Regions from separate parts of the Lactuca sativa genome. Here region 1 is linked to region 2. Evidence: chromatin contacts called from public Hi-C data. All regions are on one chromosome and are shown on one strand. Each heading gives the region's core, a stretch centred on a gene start, on an enhancer-like site or on the middle of the called end of the contact. The rest is flanking DNA. Distances are from core to core; before and after follow the strand shown.

What was found. A called contact is a pair of places that touch in the nucleus more often than the background predicts.
Region 1: a contact with region 2 is called in a Hi-C map of leaf, with 9 times the contacts expected there. The contact joins the promoter of LOC111884274 here to the promoter of LOC111909947 in region 2. A contact is called at or near these places in 2 of 4 Hi-C or Micro-C datasets (both in leaf).

The regions. Positions count from the first base shown.
Region 1 is chr3:179,696,555-179,703,398 of Lsat_Salinas_v11, forward strand. LOC111884274 reads left to right here and starts at 4,457. Exons shown (of 2, transcript XM_023880590.3): 1 at 4,457-4,872; 2 at 4,954-6,209. The coding sequence starts at 4,807. The coding sequence ends at 6,048.
Region 2 is chr3:179,301,695-179,307,834 of Lsat_Salinas_v11, forward strand. It overlaps LOC111909947 (glucuronokinase 1), which reads right to left and starts at 4,071. Exons shown (of 6, transcript XM_023905737.3): 1 at 3,601-4,071; 2 at 2,908-3,057; 3 at 2,598-2,786; 4 at 2,409-2,525; 5 at 2,169-2,329; 6 at 787-1,154. The coding sequence starts at 3,828. The coding sequence ends at 905.

The sequences.
Region 1 (6,844 bases), core at 3,207-5,706, 400 kb after region 2:
CTCTGTGGGCCCTTGGGCCTTAACTCTGTGGACCCTCTGGTCCTAGCTTTGTGGACCTTCCGGTCCTAACTCTGATATACACACGCCATAAGTCACATAGAAATAATGTCGTGCAACACATCACATAGATAACACACAAGATACTCTATCTCATAACTCTGGTTACCTACTCAAGGTAAAGTATAGTGAGAAGACTCACCTCGGGTGTCTCGGTAAATCTCTGACTCGTTAAAATCTGGTCTAGCCTCCGCCTAATCACATGGATAAACACCCTAATCAATATCACTCTCAAAGGCTACACTAAACTCTCTCTTGGCACTCTCAAAAGGACAAAAGACCATTGTACCCCTCCCATGGCTCAACGACCCAAATATTGACCAAACCCTAAAAGTCAACAAAAGTCAACCCTCTCCGGGTTACGCTGCGCGTACCAAACATGTACTATGGGCGTAACCGGAAACCTCACATAAACGGGGGAACGCGACCCCTACGCCCCGCGTACTGGGATTATGCCCGACGTAACTCCCAGTTTCAGTCTTCTTTGATTTTTGGGTCTTAATCAGTTAAGACTTGCGTCCAAATTCCAGATCTGACTTCTCTAATACGACTTAATCCATAAAGTCGGTGACTTTAAGCCTTTGCATGGCTGTAGAAGTCACCAACACCCAAACCACCCCATTTCCAACCTTTAGACGTCCATATCTCATGCATGAACAACTTTTGACAACCAAGACTGGATTTTTATCACATAACAACCCTAAATGGGCTAGCATGGGATAGATCTCGGCTTCTAAGAGCTCATTAACTCATAAAGCTATCAACTTGGGGACAAAAACCCTAAAACTTCTCTTAAAAGGTATGAACAGAAAAGATGTAAAGCTTGAAGCTTTTTACCTCAAAATGAAGCTCCTTTCACTGTTAATCTCGGATCCACAAGCTTGAGCTCTAACTCTTCCTTTTCCAAGGCTTTCACTTTGCTCCAAAATGGCCAAGAACACACTACAAAGCTCTCCTAGACACTCCCTTGCTATATGAACGAGATTTAGGGTTTAGGAATGATAATGCTCTGGGAAAGGTGGCCAACAAAAGGGCCATAAGGTTGCTTAAATAGGGAGGCTCAAGGAATTAGGGTTTCCCTTCTGGGCTGGGTACGCCCCGCGTACCTGGCAATCCTTCATGATCAGAACGCGAACAAGTACGTTGAGCGTACACCCCAGTACGCCCCGCGTACCTGCTAACCAAACATCTTCTTATCAAGGGTTAAATATGACAATCATTCAAAGAAGAAGGTTCACAAGGTATACCTGATTTTTGAGATGTTACATTACTACTTTGCATTGTTGTGATACTTTGCATGACGTCCTCCACCCCAGAACGTTTCCGCCGTTCTTGGTTTTGGGGTGTGACACCCACTTTGTAATCTTATTTCAAGGCTAATTGAAGTTAAACTTGTGAATTGTTTAGATCGTGTGTGTCTTCCATTTTGTTTGATTCACATTGATCCTTATTATTCGAATTTTGTCATTTATTCTTAATCCTACATATGGGTTAATAATTTTTGAATGAGTGGAAAATTTTGAGCATTTGTGGAGCGATGATACTGCTAGTGATTATTAGAGAGCAAACAATGATAGGGAAAGCCACAAAGAAGATGAAGAATAGATAAGTGGGTTGAGGAGGATCGATGCATATGTCTCGAAGAAGAGAGAGAGAGAGAGAGAGAGAGAGAGAGAGAGAGAGAGAGAGATAGGGTGGGCCCTTGAATGTTTTTTTAACTATTAAAATACATAAAACATGAAAATAAATTAATAAGGGTATTACAGTAATATCAAATTTCAGAATGGCCAAAACTACATAGAAACATGATCAAAATGAGCATTAAGCCAAAAAAATTAAGATTTAGACAAAAATCCAAAAGAAAATGCATACCACATGGACCAGTTTTACGGTTTTATCAATGTTAAAAACATTAAAATTAAAAAAAATAAATAAATAATAAAAAAAAAAAACAAAAATAAATAGGGTGGGGGCTTACCACTTGTCACATAAGTCACACCATCTTATAGTGTAGTGTTCGACGACCTCATGTAGTGTCATATCACCTCACCATCGAACCTAAGAAGGGATGCTATAATAGGACATTGTTTTTTCTTTAAATAAATACTTAATTTACTTCTTATTACTTAAGAAAAAACCATATTACCTCACCATCGAACCTAAGAAGGGATGTTATAATAGGACATTGTCTTTTTTTTAAATAAATATTTAACTTACTTCTTATTACTTCAGAAAAAAATGTGACAGATATACATCTCTTACGTTCGATTCTTGTTATCAATGGTCATCTGGTATATCAAGAACGAGCCCCTCTGTGGTATATGTGGCCACTAACCATTATAGTGCACATCATTCCACTACTTAGTGGTAACTAGTGGTAGTGGTGGATTGTGGTGCACATAACGGAAGCCAACGTCCAATATTTTTATTTCTCTCTCTATCTCTCTTTAACTTTCTTTATCTCTCTCTACAATATATATATATATATATATATATATATATATATATATATATATATATATATATATATTATATTATTTAAAAATTAAAAAATAAGAGGGTTATAGTTAGGGATGAGCAACGGGCAAGACTCGGACCGGACCAGCCCAAAGATCGAAAACCCGAAGACCGAAAATCGTGAATTACCTTACCCAAAAACCGGACCGTTTTTGTGTGTATCGGGTCCGGGTTCGGTCCGATCTGGTTCCAAGTATTAAACCGGCTTTCGGGTTTTGGACCGAATTTGACCGTTTTTTTTGTAACGGTGGAATGCGATGGAGAGTTGGAGGGCCAAACCCAAAAAATAATTGTCACTGCCGTGAACTATGGAAGAGCCGCACAAAGGTTTTTTTTTAGTTGTCGCTCGTATGGACGAGCCTCACAATTTCTAAAAACACTAATAGTAAATAAATGTTCATGTTTTTTAGAAAAAAAAAATCAAATTCTCTATACTAATAAAAGAGTAGTCCTTTTGCCAAGTGTCATAATATTAGAACTTCTAATTAATATGATGCCACTTGTCATTCTATTAATTCTTCATTTTAAATTCATTAAAACTCCTAATTAATGTGACGTTATTTGTCAATCTATTTATTCTTTATTTTAAATTTTAAATTTTATATTATTGTTTTCATTAGTTCACAAATAAAAAGAGTCTAATATATATGATAAATTAATTACACATATTTATTTGAATCAATAATTATAATTTTACATAACTAATAAAAAAATCTCTTAATTAATAATGTATTTAAAATTTTATATAAATAATTGATTAATAATTTTGAATTAACCGTGGTTTCCACAGGTTATAAACTAGTAAATAATACTACGATAGATACATTACAGAATATTCAATTTGGTGAGACATGTGGTACTTAATTTTAATACGCAATCACATTAGATACATTCTTTTTTGTAGAAATAATTTATATTTCAATAAAAGCTTTATAGCATTAACTAATAAGTCAATATTATTATTTATATATTCTAAAATATCTACAAAAGGAATTAAGGTGAAAAAGTTTTCCGGTCCGGTCCGGGTTAAATCCCGTATTCCGGGTACGGTCCGGTCCAAACCCGAAGTCCGAATAGTGGTAAAAACAAAACTCGAAAACCGGCCCACTAATCTGAATATCCGGTCCGGTCCCGATTTTTTTCCGGTCCGGTCCGGTCCAACGGGTCATATGCTCATCCCTAGTTATAGTTGTGGGTATACCAACCTTTTAGTGGTTGTGTGTGGTAATGATACGACATTCACCATTAAAGTGGTTAGTGGTGGGTATAACAGATGGTGTTATATATATGTTTATTGTGTAATTATATGTATACATATATTCACCTATTCCCGTTAAATATAACCAAAACAAATGCATAGTTCAATGGTTAATACATATGGGGGTATGCATCCAATATCGTCCAAAGTAAGAAAACATCCATCCTCCATATCTTTATAAAATAATTTATCATCTTTCAGTAGCGTTACACGGGATTCCAATTGGGTACAGGTTTAAACCGAGAAATCAAACCGATGGACTTTGATTTGGGTTCGCTTCAATTTTAAATTATTTGAAAAGAAATTATTTAAAAACTGATGTTGATTTTAATTTGGTTTTACATCGAAACCGACCCAAACCGATTCATACGTGCGCCTAAATTTTACCAAACAATTTTATATAAAATAAAAATTAGATAAGATATTGAAATTTTCAGCTACCTTTTTTTTTTGGAAGATACCTTATCATATCACTTTCTCCATGAGGAAAAAAAAAAATTAAAAATCTTTCTTCTTTAATTACCTTTATTTAATCTCCAAAAAGAAACAAGAGTGTTTGACGGGCTAATCTTTCATTTTTATTGGTCAACACACAGTCTGGATCTATATAGCATATACTCATATACGTACTATATATACACACATTCTGTATCTATTTTTCTCTATAGTAAACAACCATTGATTAGAGCAAACGGCTATAATTTAGAGGCTCGAATTGAAAGCATTATCGTAGCACGAGCCCCTGAAATTTTGGTCGGATTTTCAGGACACTTCACTTCGTTATTATACTAACCACAACACTTTCCACTAATCCACTTTTTCAATTCAAAATTTCGCATATGTGCCCACAAACGCAGGCATTTGATCAGGTTTTCTGCTGATTTCTACAGCAAAAGAGAAGAAAGAATTAGCCCTCTTAGAGGGCTCAAATCAACTTTTCCTAATCCTCCGATTGTTTGATTTGAGCCCTCGTAATGCCTGATGGTTATTCATCTTCCAATAAGAAGACGGATGACCATTGGGACAACGTCTGTAGTCAGGTTTGTTTAATCTTCGTCGATTTCATCTCAATTTGTTTCGATTTTGGGGGTTTTGATTGATTTGTTAATTGGGATTTTCAGGAGGTAAGCAGAATGGATCGAATTCGTTGCATGATGCAAACCCTGGATCTACGGACGCTTCTTGTATTATTTATAGTGATACCAGTTGGTTTCGTGGGTATTTACTTCCATGGACAAAAAGTAACCTACTTTTTGAGACCTTTATGGCAATCTCCTCCAAAACCTTTCGTTCACATTCCTCATTACTATCATGAAAACATTTCAATAGCGTCGCTCTGCAAACTCCATGGTTGGGAAGTCCGTGATTACCCCCGGAAAGTATACGACGCTGTTCTCTTCAACAACGAGGTCGACATGCTTAAAATCAGATGGAAAGAACTCCACCCTTACATCACTCAATTTGTTCTTCTCGAAACGAATTCCACCTTCACAAGCATCCCGAAACCCCACTATTTCGCCATCAATCGAGAAAAATTCGATTTCATTGAAACTAGATTAACCTACGGGACAATCGGCGGACGATTTAGAAAGGGGGAAAATCCGTTTATCGAAGAAGCTTATCAACGAGTGGCACTCGATCATCTTCTCAGAATCGCCGGAATTGAAGATGGTGATTTGTTGATAATGTCGGACGTCGATGAAATCCCGAGTGCTCATACCATCGATCTTTTGCGATGGTGCGACGGACCTCCGCCGGTGATTCATCTGAACTTGAACAATTACTTGTATTCCTTCGAATTCAACGTCGATCATGACAGCTGGAGGGCCTCCGTTCACCAATATCAAAAGGGGAAAACGAGATACGTTCATTACAGACAAACAGACTTCTTGTTAGCGGATTCAGGGTGGCATTGTAGCTTTTGCTTCAGAAAAATCAGTGATTTTGTGTTCAAGATGAAAGCGTATAGCCATACAGATCGAGTGAGATTTTCGCACTTTCTTGATCCGAGAAGAATTCAGAATGTGATTTGCAATGGGGATGACTTGTACGATATGCTTCCTGAGGAGTACACTTTCAGGGATATTATCTCAAAAATGGGTCGGATCCCTCATTCTTATTCGGGTGTTCACCTTCCTTCTTATCTATTGAATCATGCCGATAAGTACAAGTATCTTTTGCCTGGGAATTGTGTTCGTGAAGCTGTTTCAGGATAATATTAGTGTATTTTTTTTCTAGATTTAAGGGTTTTAATGATACATAGTCTTTTTTTTTTTAAACCATTTGGGGAGATTTAGTTGTATATTTTTTCCCCGCTTTCCGGTATTGTTTCATCAGAACGCAAAGACGTTATATAATATTTGATTTGTAGATCGAATTATTGTTTCAATAGCATCAATATCTTTTGCTCATAAAGGGTTTGTTAGCATTTGAGATTTACAATTGATATATATATATATATATATATATATATATATATATATATATATATATATATATATATATATATATATATATATATATAAAGTGAATATACCTAACAACCTTATATAAGCTTAGGTACCTAACCACATCATACTATGTAATTTTGTATTATATATACATTGTAATCACCCAAAGTTCTTAAAAATTCAACATCGTACCTTTATTGCTTTCAAAATCTTTGGACTTTTACCATTATTTTCCTTCAAATGACGTCTTTCTATCGGAGACCCTCTGGTGGGCTTCATATACTACCGTTACAAATCAAATAAATATATATATATATATATATATATATATATATATATATATATATATATATATATATATATATATATATATATATATCGGTTTCTTATGTCATTGTTCGTTGTGTAGCAGACTGTTGTGTTATCTGTATTTGAAACTCAGGTTTCATATGCTTTAAAGTGTTGTACCTTATGTAGTCGAAATGGTAATGTTATTTTGGATAATTGTTGTGTACTTGATTTATTTATGTCATTGTTAGTAATCTAGCATATTGTTGTGTAT
Region 2 (6,140 bases), core at 2,821-5,320:
ACAAATATGAATACATGGAAATTCCAAACAAAAATCCTATGATACTTTCTTGTAAACAATCTATTGCATATTGGATTATCTAAAATTATCGACAAAATACTATCTTAAAATTATCTAATTTTTTCTAGACAAAACTACCGAAATAAATGATAACAAATTAGTAAAATTTCATAAAAACTATTGTATTTTGTTGTTTAATCATTAAAAGATTTGTTTTTTTGGATTAACCATTAAAAGTTTGATATTTTTTACTCAAAAAAACCAACGATTTTTTTGGAGTAATGAACAGAAGAATTATCAGAAGAGAGCTCTTCAAGTTAAGGGTTTTTTTTTTTTATTTTTTATTTTTTTTTATTAATTTTTTTTTGTTATAACTCAATTTTAATTTTTTTAATTCATTGGTTAAAACCGTTCAAAATTTTCTTTGAATAGTTAAACCGAACAAATTCCAAGGTTCTTTTATAGAATTTGAAATTTTATGTAATGTTTTTATTTTGAGAAGTGCTTAAACAAAAACAAAAAAATCTTTAATTAATTAAACCGAAAAAACCAAATTAAAATGGGTTTTTTTATGAAATTTAGCCTAACAAATTTTCAATTACAAGTGAAAATTCAAATTTATTCAAATATTAATATTGAATTTTCATTTCAAACCAACCACCGATTCCTTCCATTTCAATTTCAATTTCCTCCATTTCATTCTTTTCAAAATCATTATTGTAAAACTCCTTCATGTTTCAATTTCCTAATTCGACAAAATCCATTCCTAAATATTACACCAAAACGAACATAGAACATAGAACATAAAAACTTCATAATGTCACAATTTCTACACAATAAACCAATAAATAAAAACACCTTACACATAGCATTTAGCAACACTCTTTCAAGTCTATTCATTTTTTCATTTTTTTGATGATAGAGTTCTAATATCGATTTCATTAAGAAGAGAAGGCACAACTTTCACACTTTGAATAAAGAACCCACTCTTCTTACAAGCTTCTTCTAGAAGCTCAATTTGTGATGCTCCATCCGGGCAGAATGCCACAACTGCCCCACCACTGCCCGTGAATTTTGTAGCTGCCCCAACTCTTCTCCCCACCTCCACCATTTCTATGTTTAAACCACCAAGCGCCGCATCCCCAAACATCCTCCTGAAATACCTTTCTACTCTCAATTTTCTTTTCTTATTATCAAATTACACTTTTTATTTGCATGATATTGCTATAGGAAAAGTTCTTATATATATATATATATATATATATATATATATATATATATATATATATATTTTATTCAATTACATCCATAAAATCGGCAACTGTATTCATTTTGACCATTTTAACCTGTAAACTTGTCATCTCTCCTTCAAAGTTTACATTTTTGGCCCAAATTTTAAATTGGGAAATTTTCGATAAGTCCTAATATTTTAGGCCAGTTTATGGTTTAATGCCAATTTTTATTTTTTGAACAAAAAAGACATGATTATTTTATATTTTGCCAAAATTAACGAAACAATCCTAATTTTTTTCAACAGAATATGATAGATTATTGTATAAGATTAGATAACCAGGATTTTTCTGATCAAAAAATAAATGTTGAGATTAAACCATAAACTGACCCAAAATATTGGGATTTTATTGGAGATTTCCCATTTAAATTTTATTACAAATTTGGTCAAAAATTTACACTTTTGGCCGAGATTGCAAAATTTTGTTACAAATTCACCTTAAACTTAGGGTAAATTCGTAACAATGCACTCTAACTTCAAAAAAAAATTGTAAAAAACTAAGTTTAGGGTGAATTCATAACAAAAGTTTGCAATCTGGGCCGAAAGTGTAAATTTTTGACCAAATTTATAATAAATTTTAAAATCTAGGTCAAAAGTGTGAACTTTGAAAGAGGGATGACCTGTTTAACGGGTAAAAAGGTCAAAATGAATACAATTGTCAGTTTTAGAGACTTAATTGAATAAAAAAATACATATATAAGGACAAAAATCGATTATGAGGCCAAAATATAAGAATTCTTATGGAGATTTCCCTATTGCTATAAATTATAATTAGGTAGATTTTTTTTTCAAAGTATAATGTTATAATATGAAGAAATAAAAATAGGATGCAATAACAAACAAATCAATGAAAGTACATTTCCATTTCTTGTTTTACCTTCTTAGATCAAAGTTTTGATTCATAAGGGTAGCAAGTTTAGAATAATCTTTTTCAAGTAAAGCTGTTTTTCCTTCAAGAGCTAAGTTTGCCACTTCCTCCATTGACGATATTATAAACTTGTCTCCATCTAACCATCTTTTCCGAACTGTGCTATGCACCTAAAGTCATGAAAACTTTATTTTATAAACAAATTAATAGAAGTAATTTGCTATTTCTTGTATTTAACTATTTAAATACCTTTCCAGAATCACTTGGATTTTCAGCATAGATGAGATAAAGAGGTGGAAGAAGACTTGTATCCAACTCTGTGTAATTTCCATGCCCATATTTATCCATCTTCTCCTTATCAAAATCCTGCAAATAGATTTCATTATATTATTATACTTTAAAAACTATAAGAAAAACTATATTATTTATGTCAAATACCATGTATACAAGGCCTCCATAAACTTGAGCTACTCTGTCTTGTAAACCTGCAACAATTCCAAGTTCTTTTTCTGCATTGAGGATAAGTTGAGGTCTAATCTCCACTCCTATTTTGTCTCTGACATTGTAGAAGTCAAGAAGACAGCTAAAGGCAGCACATACAATGGCACTAGAACCAGATAACCCTGTCTGAGAGATGAAAAGGGTAAGATAGAATTTCCAAAATGATAACACGAGATTTGGGATCAAGGATCATTGGATATACAATGAAGAAGAGATAACAGAAATGGTTGAAACTTGAAAGATTTACCTGACGAGGGATGTTGGTTTCATATGAAATAGAAAAGTTGTTGTTGTGAAGATCGATCCCCTGTTCTTTGCAGTATTTGGTAAAGATTTTACAAGTTGCCATGAGGAGGCGTACACCTCCATAGTAACCTTCATTCTCCAATCGATTTGTCTGTAACACAAATGTGTGAGAATACGATTCTAGTTCTCAGTAGGAATTTCATTTCAGGAGTAAGAACAAAATATAGCAGATCGAATTGAATGATGTAAGTGTAACTACAGTTTAATGGCAGAAAACAGCCTACATTTTGACCTTTTGGATCAAGCAGAGTACCTTCCGAATTGAATACGGAATATGAAATTCGTTAAAATTCAACTTCTGAAATTCTATACTTGTAAAAAATAGATGAGAACTTTCATTGGATTTGACTCCTACAAGTTAAAATGCACCAACAGTATAATTTCGAGAAGCATCGATTCACTGTTCTCAATCTTAGCAACATTGAAGTACATCAAATCCGTCGTTTATATTCATCACCGAATCGAATTAAAATACAACAACACAGATCGAGAACCACAAAGTTCGAAAGTCCGAAAACGTAATTAACATGAAAAATGGCGAGTGAGATAGGGAAATGGATCGTAAAATAATAGATCAGGAATCAAAGGATAAACGATGCAATTAAGAAGAAGCGGAAAGCGAATTGAGGAGTACCAAGTGAGAGAGTGAAGTGAATTTAACGAGATCGTGAGTTGGGTGAGGGACGATGACGAGATCTGAAGATGGTTCCAAACGAACAGAAGCCCAAAAATTGGAGATGTTTAAGGAGATCGTACGTCCGTAATACACGTCGCTGGGATTACCGAGGAGTCCAATTCGAGCATACGCCTTGTGCTCGATTATCGCCGCCGATGGTGGTGGTGGTGCTCCATTTCCTTCCATTTTGATTTTTACTTCTTCTGTTTGTCAAAATCTTCGCACAATTTGAAGTGATTTTCAGTAGCGAAATTTGTTGAAATCAAAGATGTATCTATCTCAACGGATAGATGGATATACATGCATCTGTCATCCCCTCTCTCTCCGTCTGGAACCTACAAGGAGCCTACAAGGATTCTTGATTTCGTGACATAACCGTCGTAGTTTCGATATCGCCCACCATGCGTTCGCTTATTTTTCACTTTTTTTTTTTTGGAGTAAATTGCAAAATTGGTCATTTAGGTTTACCAAAAAAGTTATGGTCACACTTAGAATTGGTCTTTCGACTTAATTGGTCCTTCGACTTAATTGTATTTATCTTTCATCGGTTAAGTTGGTTACATGCTTATCATGTGAGGGTATATTTATTATTTTATAAGTTTTCTCAAATTATACTATTATTTATTGTTTTTATTAATCTCTCTCTCTCTCATCACCACCAACCTTTTGCCATCAACACCACCCTCAGAAGCCTTCACCAATCGTCTTCGCATTTACCCTCCTTCATATCTCTCTGCCTCAGAAAACCCACCTCTTAGTTCCACTTTTGAAACTCGTGAAACAAAACAGTCGTGATTCTTGATTTTATTTGGGATTTGGTTTCAAATATAAGAATGAATACATACTTGTAATCCGGAAAAGAACGAGGGAGATGGAGACGATGGCACACACATACTCTCTATCCTCAGACCTTAGCATAAGGGTGAGCAAAAACCGCACTGCAACTAAAATTAACCGCAAAAACCACATAAAAACCACAACCGCAATAAAAACCGATGGTGTAGTTTTCTGTTTTTCAAAAACCGCAAATTTGTGGTGCGGTGCGGTTATTAATTTTAAAAAACCGCAAAAAACCGCACCGCACCGCATATATTATACTCAACTTTTTTATTAATTATTTATATGTTAAATATAAAAAATAAGACAAGTTTGATGAATGAAAGTTGAATAAAATACTAGAAGACAAAAGTGTTGTTGTTGTTGTTGTTTTTTTTTTTTTTTTTTTTTTTTTTTTTTTTAACTTTGAAAAATGGTGAAACAATTTTAAGAAATTTATTGTTAATTACTATTGATTTGACGTTTTTAAGATATTAATTATTTGTGATTTAAGTTAATTGTCTTATACGTTATGGTTTTTTATTACACATAATATATTTGAACTCTTAAAACCGTTTGAGCTCTAAACTGTGGTTAAAAATCACACAAAATAACCGCACCAAATCCATGCGGTTAATAACCGCAACACAGAAAAAACAAAACCGCACTACAAAAATAACCGCCTAACCGCTCCAAACGGTTTTGAAAATTGATTAACCGCATTTGCGGTTAGTGGTGATGTTTTGGCTAATAACCGCACCGCACCGCGCTCACCCCTACCTCAGCATATCTCCACCCTTCATCTTCGATAAGCCTATTCATCTTTGGAAGCTTCACCATCCATTAATTACATCGTTGTCTTCGTTTGAAGACTAACACTAGGTCGTCAAATTTCATCAATATCTCTCTCTTTTGATTGCCTTCAAGGCTTCCACCCGAATCTCAATTGCAACCATTTTCTTATCAACAAGCTCTGCAACTCCACAGTGGCGAGTCTAGAACGTAAAATCATGTGGTTCACTATTTAAGTGAAACCGAAAAAAATGGTAAAAAAAATACTAGTTGCAAGTTCGGGTCGGGTTGTATAACCAAAAAAGAAATTTCAAGTATTTATAATTGTATTAAATGAGGTCTTGTATCTTGATATTAGTTGTGGGGTCAGGGCCGACGGACGGCGAGGAATTTTCGATTTGTGTAATTGTGTATCACGGTATCAACGTATACCTTGAAGCAGGAGAAGAACGACGTGTTGAGAACAAATTTTTTTTATTGTTTGTTTTTTTTTCTTTTTTCTTGTATTTATCTTATTATCTTTAACTTGTATTGGAATATTTTTTTTATTGGATTATACCTTAAATGACTTCGGTGCCTATTAAAACATAAAATGTGAGCTTTTGAAATTTTGATTTATATATATTTTGTTGCCAAAAACATTTAGGTGGTTCACTCGAAGTTTTTAAGATGAGTCACAATTTATAATTATTTATAATCTCTTATAAAAGATGGGAAAAAAGGTGGGTCAAGTGACCCACCTTCTATACACATAGACTCGCCAATGACTCCACCTGCCTTTCTAGTTCCACCTCCATATGGGGTTTCTAGATATTATGGTTGTTGTAGGAGATGAACACAGTGATACCGATATATATTCAATTTTTAGATCCACAAATTTACCCTCACCG